2 separate regions of the Mus musculus genome follow, and region 1 is linked to region 2. The links are chromatin contacts, called in public promoter capture Hi-C maps. All regions are on one chromosome and are shown on one strand. Each heading gives the region's core, a stretch centred on a gene start, on an enhancer-like site or on the middle of the called end of the contact. The rest is flanking DNA. Distances are from core to core; before and after follow the strand shown. Region 1 holds the start of Cyp2j6 (cytochrome P450, family 2, subfamily j, polypeptide 6). Region 2 holds the start of Cyp2j5 (cytochrome P450, family 2, subfamily j, polypeptide 5).

Region 1 (6,585 bases), core at 1,584-4,083, 110 kb after region 2:
GATAGATAGATAGATAGATAGATAGATAGATACATACATACATACATACATACATACATACATACATACATTCATACATTGTAGGGAAATTTAATCTAAACACACAGTTACTCTGGCAAGGGATTCCATCCAAAGAACTTCTAGGGTGTGTGATCTGGCTGGAATGACACATCTTTATTCTGGCTAGAATACAAACAATGAAGGTAAAGTTAGTTTGTAGGAGGAAGCAGTCAAGTTTGAAAATAACTCCTAATTGAGGGTCAGACAAGTAATGAGTCAGAGAAAGATTTGACAGAATGAGTCGGAGAAAGGTTACACCCAATTCTTATAAGAACAGCCAGGAAAGAGAGGCCACTTTAGAGCCTAAGAGAGCAATGCGTGCACACGTATTCACACATACACACACACACACACACACACACACACACACACACACACACACACATAGAGGGGGGGAGGGTGAGGGAGAGACAGAATGGAAGAATGGAAGAATGGGAGAATGGAAGAATGGGAGAATGGGAAAATGAGAGAATGGGAGAATAGGAGAATGGAAGAATGGGAGAATGGGAGAATGGGAGAATGTGGGGAGGGGGCAAGCAGCAGTAACATTAAAACATTGCCATAGTTAGTATGAGGCCAATCAGAGAAATTCAGCCAGAGCCATTTTCAGTCAGTCATTTAGAAAGGAGCTTGGGCCAGAACAGCTGAGGTGAAACAGCCAGGCAGAGTTTAGAAGCAGTGAGGAGTCTAGAGTAACATTCTGGGAAGCCCAATATACCTTATTATTGATGGTCGTATATTTGATAAGCAATTTATATTCCTTACAAGAGATTTTAGTGCAGTTACATTTCCAACAAATGTAGTAACATACTAAGACGTTTGGTATACTTTTTGGAGAGAAGAGGTATTTCTTCATTTCTCCCCATAAGGGTGACATACAACACTCAGGTGATTAAACCCAGTAACTGGTATGTGAGGCTTAGCACTAGTCTCACGGACATTCCTGACTTAAAAATTATATGAAAAATTATTTAAGAATATTATGTTGCCAAAAGTTAGGTTCTGTACATACTTGAAGACACTTATTGCCACATAAATAGCAATAAGCATATGCTTGAAAAAAGATGTTGAATATTTCCTTATTTAAAAATGTGTTTGTAAACACCCAAATTTATGTATCATACTTACAAAGTGCCTCACCACTTAAGCTTCCAGCTTCTCTATTCCTTTCAACAAAATTTAGCTGTATGAAGACAGTGTGGTACTTGATGCAAAATGCATTGCAAACCAATTTTCTGAGAAGATATATTTTTTCTGAGTTAGATAAAATGAATGAATTCTGTCATTTACTGTGATTTTACATGCCTGTTTGTTTATAAATATAGGAGGAATTTCCCAAGCAAAAATAAAAGAAAACATTACAACAAAAAGAATGAGGTAGAAAGTGTGAATTTGTTCAGCAGTAAGCCTGCAAGATGACAATTAAATCTGGCAAACAAGTTACTTTTATGCCAGGCTGTGGTGGCACATGCCTTTAATCCCAGCACTTGGGAGGCAGAGGCAGGCAGATTTCTAAGTTCGAGGCCAGCCTGGTCAACAGAGTGAGTTCCAGGACAGCCAGGGTACACAGAGAAACCCTGTCTTGAAAAAACAAACAAACAAACAAACAAACAAACAAACAGTTACTTTTACAATAAATAGCCCTGTTATAGGTCTCTAAGTTAAGTCCCCAGAACCACAATAATAAAAATAGTAATAACAATGATCAGGACAAAAGTGTTTTTCCAACAAGTGTTCATTAAACATTCCTGGGCGCACGAAGCACAGCTCTGTTAAAACAAAGTGATCTGTTGCAAGGAGGTGACGATGTTGCCTGCCACTCTGTTACTAGGATTAGCTTGGTTTCTCAGGTACATTGCAGTCACTGGGAAAGTTTGCTTATAGAACAGGCTCCCAGATGTCCGTGATGCTTTCTGGGGTTCATGCAAATCACAAACCTTACCACCACAATTGTCTCCTCAGAGGGAAAGACTTATTGACTGAAAAACAATCTATCTTAGACTGCCTTTTAGTATTACTATTAGTGTTGTTGTTGTTGCTGCTGCTGCTGCTGCTGCTGCTGCTGCTGCTGCTGCTGCTGCTGCTGCTGGAGTTTTTTGTGACAGTGTCTCACTAAGTAGTTCTACCTGTCCTGAAACTCATTATGTAAACCAGGTTGGCCTTGAACTAACAGAGATTTGCATCCCTCTGCCTACAGAGTGCTGGGATTAAAGGTGTGTGCCACCACTCCCTGCTCAATTATTATTTTAAATTTTTATTACAATATAATTACACCCTTTCACCCTCTTCCCTTTCTTCCCTCCAATCCTGCCCTTGTCTCCCCACTTACTTCCTCTCAAATTGATGGCCTCTTTAATTGATTATATATACATATATATCACATGAATATAAATGTATATGGGTTCAGGGCTGGACACTTAGTATTGAAAAACAGAAGGCTCCTGTCTGGGGAAGACTAAATCTCCCTTTCAGTAGCCTTTAGTTGCCTGTAATAATTTTTCTAGGGTGGGGACCCCTTGAGATTTCCTGGTTTCACTTTTTACTATCTACTGGTGCCTTTTAAAACTGTATTTTCTACATGTTCTTGTGGGAACTCAGTGCCAAGGACCTAGCCACTATAGAAGCAGTCTGGGCATCTGCAGGGCAGAGCAAAGCATGGCAGGGCATGGGAGGGAAGTTTGGGAAGGAATGGGTAAAAGCTCTAAGGGGCGGAGAGAAGAGCTCTGTGCACGTGATCAGGGGTTCTCCTGTTCTCCGGTTCCAGCAGATTGGAAACTACTCTCAGAAGCTTTGTCACTTCCTGCGAGAGCCCAGCTCCAGGGAGGAAACCAGAGGAGCAAAGGGGAGTGGACAGAAAGGGATAGGGAGGGACTGAGGGGACCGGTTTTAGAAGGGTGCCCTTGTTGTTAGCACCTGGGACTTGCCGCAGCTCAGACCTTCATTCCTCAGACGAACCAGCTGCAGTCCTAGCCATGCTCGCTGCTACCGGCTCCTTGTTAGCCACGATCTGGGCAGCGCTCCATCCCAGGACTCTGTTGGTGGCTGCAGTCACCTTCCTGCTTCTGGCTGATTACTTCAAAAACCGGCGCCCCAAGAACTATCCCCCAGGGCCTTGGGGTCTGCCTTTCGTGGGCAACATATTCCAGTTGGACTTTGGGCAGCCCCACCTCTCAATCCAGCCGGTAGGAAGGGGTGCGGGTGTCTTGCTTTGTCTGTCCTGACTTAATCCTGAGCTACAGGAACAGGGGACTTACTGAGACTAGAACAGAAGACCAGGTTCAAAGACTGGTGATCACAACCTGATATCCAGAACTCAGAACCTGTGTGAGTCCTCCTTTAAGATATAAGCTGTTCGATTTTCAAATAGTTGGAGATTTTTATTTACTCTTGTATGAAGGGCTTTGCTCTCATTGTTATTCTGTTAGGGTCAGAGAACTCCCTGTATGTGATTTTAAGTCTTTAAACCATGGCATATTAACGGAATGATAATAAATCTAGATAAATAATCCCTTTCAATTTCAGAAATGGGTACAGAAGTGGTACCTCATCTTAGTTTGTTAAAGCGCTTGTAAAGAAAACAAAATGTGTTTTTCTCTTGATTGGAGTTTTCTACAAGTAATCAGTTTTCTTATTGATCTTTGTTTGTCCTGTAAGTCCTTGCTGAATGTTCACCTACTAACTTTTTCAACCCCTGGGAAAGGTGTCTCCAGCTCCACAGGAAGTCTGCATGTTTTTCCACTCCATTCTGGAAGCTCTCCTGCTTGAATTGGAAAGACTGTTATGTGCACATAGTGTGCATGAAAGACTGAAATAGTGTCCTTTCGGTATATGACCATCTTCCCACATAATATTTCTCTTTATCTATAGTTATTTTCTCTGCTTAGATAGTTAATACTCCAGCCATGTTTGATTATCCCTGTCACTTCCCACTACTAGTGATGTCTGACTCTTTCTGATTGTTACTATTTAAAGGCATACACCCATATTTTTTTCATATTTACTTTAACCTATTTATTTTTCTCTTTTTCCTTCCCTGTGTGTTTTTTGGACACTTTCTGAGTAGTTGCATTTTTATACCCATTCAGTCTTTCTTTTTCTTTCTCTTTTATTGGATATTTTCTTTATTTACATTTCAAATGTTACCCCCTTTCCAGGTTTACTCTCCAGAAACCTCCTATCTTATCCCCCTCCCCCTGCCTCTATGAAGGTGCTCCCCCAACCACCTACTCACTCCTGCATTCCAGCCTTGGCATTCCCCTACAATGGGGCATTGAACACCCTCAAGACCAAGGGTCGATCCTCCCATTGATATCCAACAAGGCCATCTTCTGCCACCTATGCAGCAGGAGCCATGGGTAGCTCCATGTGTATTTTTTGCTTGGTGGTCCAGTTCCTGGGAGCTTCAGGACAATTAGCTGGTTGATGCTATTGCTCCCCGCATGAGGTTCCAAACCTCCTCAGCTCCTTCAGTCTTTCTTAAATCTCTTTTATCATTCTTCCAGCCACAGCTCTGTGCTATGCAATAGGCAGGGGAAGCTGATGAGATTTTGCTATCACCATTTTCCACAGGAAACAAAGTGACCACAAGCATAGAAGATCTCTGTCTCCCCTCTATGCTACTGCTGTCTCAGATGTTGTCTTCACACACACTGAGAACCACATTAGACTCTAACTTGCTCTTCAGTGTCCTGTGCAGCTGGAACTCAAAGGCATAAAAGCCTGTTGTCTCTGGCCCTTACTCATCCTCCAGTAGCTCTGTCTTTCTTCTGACCACACTGTCTTTCTCCCGAGTGTATAACGCTAGATGACTCTCTGTTGCACTTATGTTTCTAATGTCCCCCCCCCCCACTTCATTCTCACCTTTCTAGTTTCTCCAGAAGTACTAAGCTAATTTCTCTCTGCTTTCGATAGATTTCTCTGGGATTGTAGCTTTCCTGCTCATATTGGTGGTTTTGCTTCACTTGAGGCTTTGCACTGTTGGGTTCTTCATGGCACATTTGTGGTTTGTTATACTAGGAAGTTTCTATAATTGTTCAGTAATGTTCTCATCTACCCTTTCTCTTTCCTGCCTTTGGCAGACAGCTGGACCCAGGCACAGCTGTAATATCTCTGCTGCTGGCTCTTGCTGTTTTCCATAGCTATGTTTTCTGTGCTACGAAGGGTTCACCTGCTTCTCACCTCTGCCCTGCCAGTGTTTGTTCTCACATCACTTCACTGCTGATCTCTCCTGCACAGATCTGCACTTAGAACCCAGGAGCTTCTTGTGCTCACAGTTCCCTTTGCTTCCTCTCTGTATCTTTAATTTTTTTATTGAAAATACTTTGTCTCATACAATATATCCTTATCAAAGGTTTCACCCACTTCAATCTTTCTAGCTCTTCCCCCACTCCACTTGCCTCCAGATCCACTTTCTCTGTATCTCATTTGGAAAAAACAAAACAAAACAACAAAACAAAACAAAACAAAACAAAAAAACAGCCCTCTAAGAGATAAACAAACATGACAGATAAAATATAGTAAGATAAAGCAGAACTTACATCAAAGTTTGACACAGCAACCCAGTAGGAGGAAAAAAGTCCTGAGAGTAAGCCCAAGAATCAGAGGCCCACTTATTCTCACACTTAGGAGCACCATAAAAGTATTTAAAAGCTGTAGTATATATGCAGAGGACCTGGTACAAACCCATATAAGCCCTGTGTTTGCTGCTTCTGTCTCTGTGGATTCGTATTCACATGCCTAAGGTGATTTGTCTATGTGACTTTCATTTCTCTCTTAAAAATTCCTACCATGTGGATAATAGCACTTTGAAATATTTCACTCTCCTATAAGATAAATATCTGTGCTATATCTATAAAGCTGAGATTGTCTTGGTTTTTGGTAAGGCAAGTTGTTTTAGACTGGATTGTGAACATTTTGTGCAGTGTGTCACATTTTTGCTGTACACTGGATAAATATTTTATTCACAGAGGTAGTCTGCTGAGGATATGAATACTCACTTTTGTGAAGGGTTGTTCACTTGTAAATTTAGCTGACAAGCCTCTGTATTATGAATTTGATCAACCCCATTTGTGTTTCCTACTTTCCCTGGGGTACATCACAGTCTAATCAATGTAGCTTTGTGTAAAGAAAGAGAGTCACAGACCACATGATACTATCCTAATAAAGCAGGCATACTTCACTGAAGGGGAATAGAGGTCAGAGATTTGCCCATATTTATTTCATGAGGAAGCGATATTAGTATTAATGTAAGAACAGAATGGAAATCAGAGTTCTGTCCCAGACTCCACTGGGGATTTTCCTTATAGAACTTCAACTGTGAAAATCACAATTAAGCTACCCCACATAGGTAAGACTAGCAATGTTGTATCCAGGAATGCTGCAATGACAACCTCTTATAGGGTTAAAGTCTCACCTTTTGGTGTTCCACTATAGGACACAAAGGCAAAATGATAAGAGGACTTTATCTTGTTGGCTATACTTCTTTTGGCTTTTGTTTAAAGAAAATAAACTTTGGTTTGAGTTTCA
Region 2 (6,374 bases), core at 1,620-4,119:
CTGCTGGCACAGACCCATCACTATTGTTTTGGAACAGATGTGTCCCACTCACCAGTGATTCTAAGATCCTGGGCTTGTTAGGGTGCCTGGGAAGTGGAGAGTCCTCTGGGGACCGTGGGACTGCCCACTGAGTTCGGGCCTAAGGTCAAAATATTTTCTTAAAGTCTTTGAGAATCTCATGTAAGGTGTTTTCATCAAATTTATCCCTTTCCAACCTCCTCTCAGATCCCCATTTCCTTTTCATTCCTACTCATTTTTGTCCTCATATTTTATTATTTTTTTTAAAAAAATATCAAGTCCAATTTGTACTAGTAATGTAAACCTGGATATGAAGCCACACACTTCAGTATCATTAAGCTAAAACCTGCCATACTCTTAAAGAAAACCATCTCTTTCTCTCTACCAGCAGCTGTCAGTTGACAAAAACTCCTTAGCTACATGTGGGATATGATGTCCACCTTCTTTCTGTATGCAGAAATTTGACTGGCTTGGGTTTGTGAAGGTTTTGCACATTTCTTCATAATACCTGTAAGTTTGTAGTACAGCTGTACAGAGAAGATTGCTTTGTTGTAGTCATCCACTGCATCTGGCTCTTACACTTTCCTACAATGGTCCCTGGGACTAAGGACTCTGCATTCTTGTTGTCTTTGTATTCTCTCTTTATGTCTCCTCCATTTAAATCTCCATCCTTATCCCAGTCCCTGGCATCCATGGACTCTGAATAGTTTTGTGACCTCTGTGGCTGTGTCTAACGATTCAATGCTAGCATCAACAAATGAGAAAATGTTACATTTGTCTTTCTGTTCTTGTGTTACATCAGTCAGAATATTTTTCAGCTCCATCAACGTACTTGATTATTTAATAGTTTGTTTTTATGAACAACTGAATAACATGTCATCATATAAATATACTCATTTTCATTATCCATTCATCAGTTGGTGGGCATATATGCTGTTTTCTGTGCCTATAATGACTAGAACATCAATGAACACAAATGTGTAAGTATCTCTGTAGTAAGATTCAGAGTCATTTGAATATGTGCCCAAATAGAAACTATTTCTAGCAGACCTATTTCTAGCTTTTTGTGGAACCTCCATACTGAATCATGTAATGGCTTCACCAGTTTTATTTTTGCCCACATCAAATAAGTGTTTCCCACCCTATATTTGTTCAAACATTATTTCTTCATCTTCTTCTCCTCCTTTTCTTCCTTCTTCTCTAGTCTTTCTTTCTTTTTCTCTTTCTTTCTCTCTTTCTCTCTTTCTTTCTTTCTTTCTTTCTTTCTTTCTTTCTTTCTTTCCTTCTTTCTTCCTTCCTTTCTTTCTTTTTCTTTTTTCTTTTAGCCAACCTGATTGAAATTAGATTAAATCTCAACGGGGAATTTCTCAGGGCAGGGAATGCATCTCAATGGCAATGTAATTGTCTAGCATGCTCAAGGCCCTGGGTTCAAGCTTTGAAAGGTGTAAAATAGTAAGGGAGAGAGGGAATGAAAGAAAAAGTAAGTAATTAGAAACAAGACATTCAATTAAAACACATCTGAGAACCTAAAAATATTCAGTGCTAGGAGCTTAGTAAGATCCTGTGTTATCTTTAAAATACTTCCATAAACAGCCATATTTGTCAGTGTCAGTGCTGGGTGACACATAATAATGTTTAACCGGTGTTCCCTCAATGTGAGCCAATGCTATCAAGTTCATCTCCTGCTTATGCTACTTTGTACTATAAACCTGACAAAACCCAATGTCATGTAGGTCATAGGTCCTAGGCATGAATTGACTGCTGTACTTTAGCTGTATTAATTTGGCACCAAACTGCCTTGTAAAAATCTATATTTATACCCACAAAGGAAAGGTACTCTCAGTTAATGAGTAACAGTGGATACAGGCACTTTTAACTGCTCAAGTTCCTGAGAGTATAGGTCATTTGGGTGCTAAAATCTAAATGGGATCTTTATACTATTCCATCTAAAGCTAAGAGACTATTATTAAATGGACAGAAAATCTTAATAGAGTTGGAAGACTGCATGAGAATTTCAAAATGCTATGTTCTGAACATGTATTGTCCATAGTAATTATAAACTCATAGTATCTGTGTTTGCCTGGTGCACTGGGACTGCATAGGACTATACCTAACAATGCCCAGTCATGGATAGGAGAAGGGCTGAAGGGGCCTTATCTCTCCCTAATTAAATATTGCCTACTGATGGATGCTGGGAAATGAGAACATCATTACCTTCAGATGTGAGCTCATTGGTGGTCCCACTATGTTCTGTTGAATATTTACATACTTCTGTTCCCACAGGAAACTCTGATTAAACTCAGTGGGTAACAAACAAAATGGTACGCCATGAACATAGAAAAAGAAAAGAAAAACAAAACAAAATGAAAAACCCCCAAAACATAAAAAGAAAAGAGAATGTTGATGGGGTCAGAGAGAAAGAGAAGAGTGGCAGAGTGAGAGTAAGTCATAATGTAAAATTTATATATGAAGAACTGCCAAAGGAAATAATTTACTTAGTAAAAGACCATCCCCTGAATAACTTATACCAACTTCATGATCCTAAAATGTACAGAGCGTATGTAAAGAGATGAGTGCCCTGAAAAAATCAGCAGAAATGTCTGTTTACCAGGCAGGTTATGGTCACTGGGTAAAATGCTGACTGGAAAACAGCAGGTCAAAGACTGGGGTCTGAGTATGAAAATCATAAACCTAGGAATCTCCCTGTCATCCAAAACAGTTCTTTATAAGTAAGCAATTTCCCTCAGTGTGGTCTATTCCCACCCGATATTGACGATTTCTAGAAATAAATAACCAGGCTGCTTCACCCAACAGTGGGTAATCCAAGCCACAGCAGGGCTTGTACTTGGAAGATCATCAAGGGGCAGGAAGGGGTGAGAATGTCCACTGTAACCCTGTCATAGAGAGCCTACTGTTCCCCATTTTCTTTTCTACAGAGGAGTGTGCAAGGATCCCAAATATGATTATGTTTTTGAGCTCCCTGGTGACCACCTTCTGGGAAGCACTCCATCTCAAGACTCTGGTACTGGCTGTTGTCACTTTCCTGTTCCTGATTAACATCCTCAGAAGCCGTCACCCCAAAAACTACCCACCAGGGCCATGGCGTCTGCCCTTTGTGGGCAACTTCTTTCAAATAGACACTAAGCAAACCCACTTGGTGCTTCAGCAGGTAAGATGGGGCTGAGAGTGTCTTGTCTGTATCATGACACTAATCCAAAATTGCAGGGTTGGTAATATTCCCAACAGCCCAGACAGGAGGACAGGGCTACAGGACTCTAAAGCTTGTTCTGTGCATCTGCTAAACTCACTACAACTTCTGTCTCCTCCAGTCAATAGACTCCATTATTTTTCCTTTTAAAATGTTGGCACCATGAAAGTAGTACCTGTTTTGTAAACCTGTTCCACTGCTCTGGAGTAGTAGAGTTTTTGTTTGTTTATCTAATCTTGTATATTTTATTTGGTCTATTGTTTCTTAAAGAACTTAGGTCAAAAGGACTCACTTTAAGTTTACATCTTTTTCTATGTTTATTTACTTACTTGAATGGGGGATGTGAGCTCTCCACAGAATAATTTTCATGTTCTCACAAAAACATATAGAACTTCACTATAAGTCCACTAACACACATGCCTGACATTATTATATTAGATCCTCAGACATTCACACACTTAACTCTGACTATTGAAATATTTTACAGTTTGTGAAGAAATATGGGAATGTATTTAGTCTGGAGTTGGGCCAATCACCAGTGGTGGTTGTATCAGGACTGCCTTTAATCAAAGAAATGTTTACCCACCTGGACCAAAATTTTGTGAATCGCTTTATGACACCGGTTAGAGAACGAATCACAGGTAAAAATGGTAAGTTTCTGTCGTGGATAGCCTTGGGGCTAATTATATTTGATGGTAATTCTATTCTCCTGTGAGTGGTTTCGAACAAAGAATGAGTCAGCACTCAGGTGATTTCCTGTAAACCTGCTTCCCACCTTAATTTGTAAAATAAAGGGGAGCTGATGATTGGGCAGATAAAAGGGAAAGTGGAGCAGAAGGTGGGGGAGAGAAGAAGGAGAAAATGGAAGAGGGAGAGGATACAGAGGAAGAGGAAGAGGAAGAGGAAGAGGAAGAAGAAGAAGAAGAAGAAGAAGAAGAAGAAGAAGAAGAAGAAGAAGAAGAAGAAGAAGAAGAAGAAGAAGAAGAAGAAGAAGAAGAAAGGCAGAGCAGAAGCACATGGCCTGGAGAAACTGCAAGTTCTAAGGGATCTCATAGAAGGAGAAGATGGTAGTGTAGCCATAGATCTGTCCAATCTAGGCACACAGCATGGATTTATATTAATTGTATTGTGTTTTCATTGCCCTGGCATAATTAGGTTGGAGAGATTTACTGCAACAAGTTTCTTGACCACAGTAATGTTCACTTTATATTTTTTATGGTGTATTACACTTACCTTGTCATCCACAACTGTATAAGAATTGGTAAGAAATTCCATTGTGAAACGTTATCATTTTAAAGGAAGCTGCCTGCATTTCCCGATGGAGAGCCATGTGTTGTTGGCTTCTATGAGGAATTGTAACTAGAAAGGTAATAAACAGGACCACAGAGTGCTGTCTGAAATGCCTTAAATTTGTAAAGTAAAATAGTTGTGTTTAAGGTGTTTTAGTTTAAAGTAGAGCTAGAGAGTCAGTATCAACAGTTTTGTTGTAAGGGTTTACAATGTTGTAAGGGTTTACAATGCTCAAAAATTAAGGTAGATGAAAGAAGAGGTTTTCAACCTCATGTTCAAGATTTCCAGTATTTCAAGATATGGTAAGGAGTGGGTGAGGGAACACCTTCTTAGAGGCAAAGGGGAGGGGAATTGGGTAGGGGGTTCATGGAGGAGAGACAGGGAAAGGGTATAACATTTGAAATGTAAACAAAATGATTAAGAAAAAAAGAAAGTAAACTAGCAAGTTTATATAACCTCTTTCAAGACTATTGTATACTTTTGCCTGCAATAGATGTCTCCTCATAAGCTAGTATTTCCATTTCTTGACGTCTTTTCTAAGTTGTATATATACTTATACTTATATAGATAATTACATGCATGCAAAGTAAGGCATGTGAGAGAACATGTGCATGTATTTTTCATTCTGAGTTTGGTCATCATCTTTAATTACATTTTCCAAAAGCATCAATTTTCCTGACAATCTCATTTTACTTTGCAACTAAAGAATATTCTAGTTTGTATATTTATTGCCTTCTCATCTCCATTAATCTGTTGACACTCCTCTGGGCTGCTTTGCTATCACAAGTACAATAACAATAAACATGGAAATTAATATATATCTATGGTAGGTAGGTATGGTGGTTTGAATGAGAATAGATTGCCTAGGCTCATATATTTGAATTCTTGGACTTCAGTTGGTTGAAAAGTTTGGGAAGGATTAAGAGATATTGCCTTGTTGGAGGAGTGGTGATCACTGGGGACTGGCATTGAGGGCTCTAAAGATATCTCTCTCTGCCTCAGGCTTATGTCTCAAGGTGTCAACTCTTAACCACTGCTCTAGCACTATGCCTGCTTGCCTAATGTCATGTTCCCTGCCATTATAGTCATAGACTCTAACACTCTAAAGATATGAGCTCTTAGTTCAATTCTTTTTTTATATATAAGTTTCTTTACTCTAACTGATTTATCACACCAATAAAGAAAGAATTAATACAGTAGTTATATGGTATTCTATGGGTATATTTCCAGGATTAAAATATATAGGCTATAAAGTAAACCACATTAGCTATTTGGTTTTGTACTTTCAAATCTGTCATTTTTTTCTTCAGTTTTGTGGTGGATACAGGCGTAAAATGTAATTGATAGAGAAAGCGGAAACCATACAAAATGGTCAATTGCTTTAGAATAGCCAGTCTAACTGGAAGAAGTCCATTGAGATATATAAAATTGGCACAGGGCAAATGCTTGCATATAATATAGCTGAATGATGCTTTTATTTCTGAGTTCATTAGAAAAGAAGGTTATTATTTAATTTTTAAATGTATTACAATTTGGTATAAAGAAAAACAAAGAAAATGTATAAATATTGACCAATAGTACCATTGAAAAGGAGAGGAAAGACGGGTAAAAGTTACTGAGGGGCCATGTAGGGTAAGCTTGAAAGGTCTTTCTGTATCTGATGCTAGAAATGGCCTTTTACTTGGATATCAGATGCCACACCGACATTGAAGAATATTGTAAAGCATTCTAGAATTAAAACAAACAAATATATACAGAGAGAGAGAGAGAGAGAGAGAGAGAGAGAGAGAGAGAGAGAGAGAGAGAGAAGAAGGAGGAGGAGGAGAAGGAGGAGGAGGAAGAGGAGGAGGAGGAGGAG

The links. Promoter capture Hi-C pulls out the DNA fragments that hold promoters and counts their contacts.
Region 1: a promoter capture Hi-C map of liver shows a contact between it and region 2. The contact joins the promoter of Cyp2j6 here to the promoter of Cyp2j5 in region 2. A contact is called at or near these places in 8 of 39 promoter capture datasets (the 3T3-L1 cell line, 3T3-L1-derived adipocytes, frontonasal cranial neural crest and 4 more), 6 of 484 Hi-C or Micro-C datasets (the AML12 cell line, cortical neurons, embryonic stem cells and 1 more), 1 of 115 datasets of contacts at active chromatin or transcription factors (intestinal villus epithelium) and 2 of 9 other capture datasets (adipose tissue and pancreatic islet).

Annotation. Positions count from the first base shown.
Region 1 is chr4:96,549,899-96,556,483 of GRCm38.p6, reverse strand. It overlaps Cyp2j6 (cytochrome P450, family 2, subfamily j, polypeptide 6), which reads left to right and starts at 2,833. Exons shown (of 9, transcript NM_010008.4): 1 at 2,833-3,242. The coding sequence starts at 3,033.
Region 2 is chr4:96,660,614-96,666,987 of GRCm38.p6, reverse strand. Cyp2j5 (cytochrome P450, family 2, subfamily j, polypeptide 5) reads left to right here and starts at 2,869. Exons shown (of 9, transcript NM_010007.4): 1 at 2,869-3,187; 2 at 3,714-3,876. The coding sequence starts at 2,978.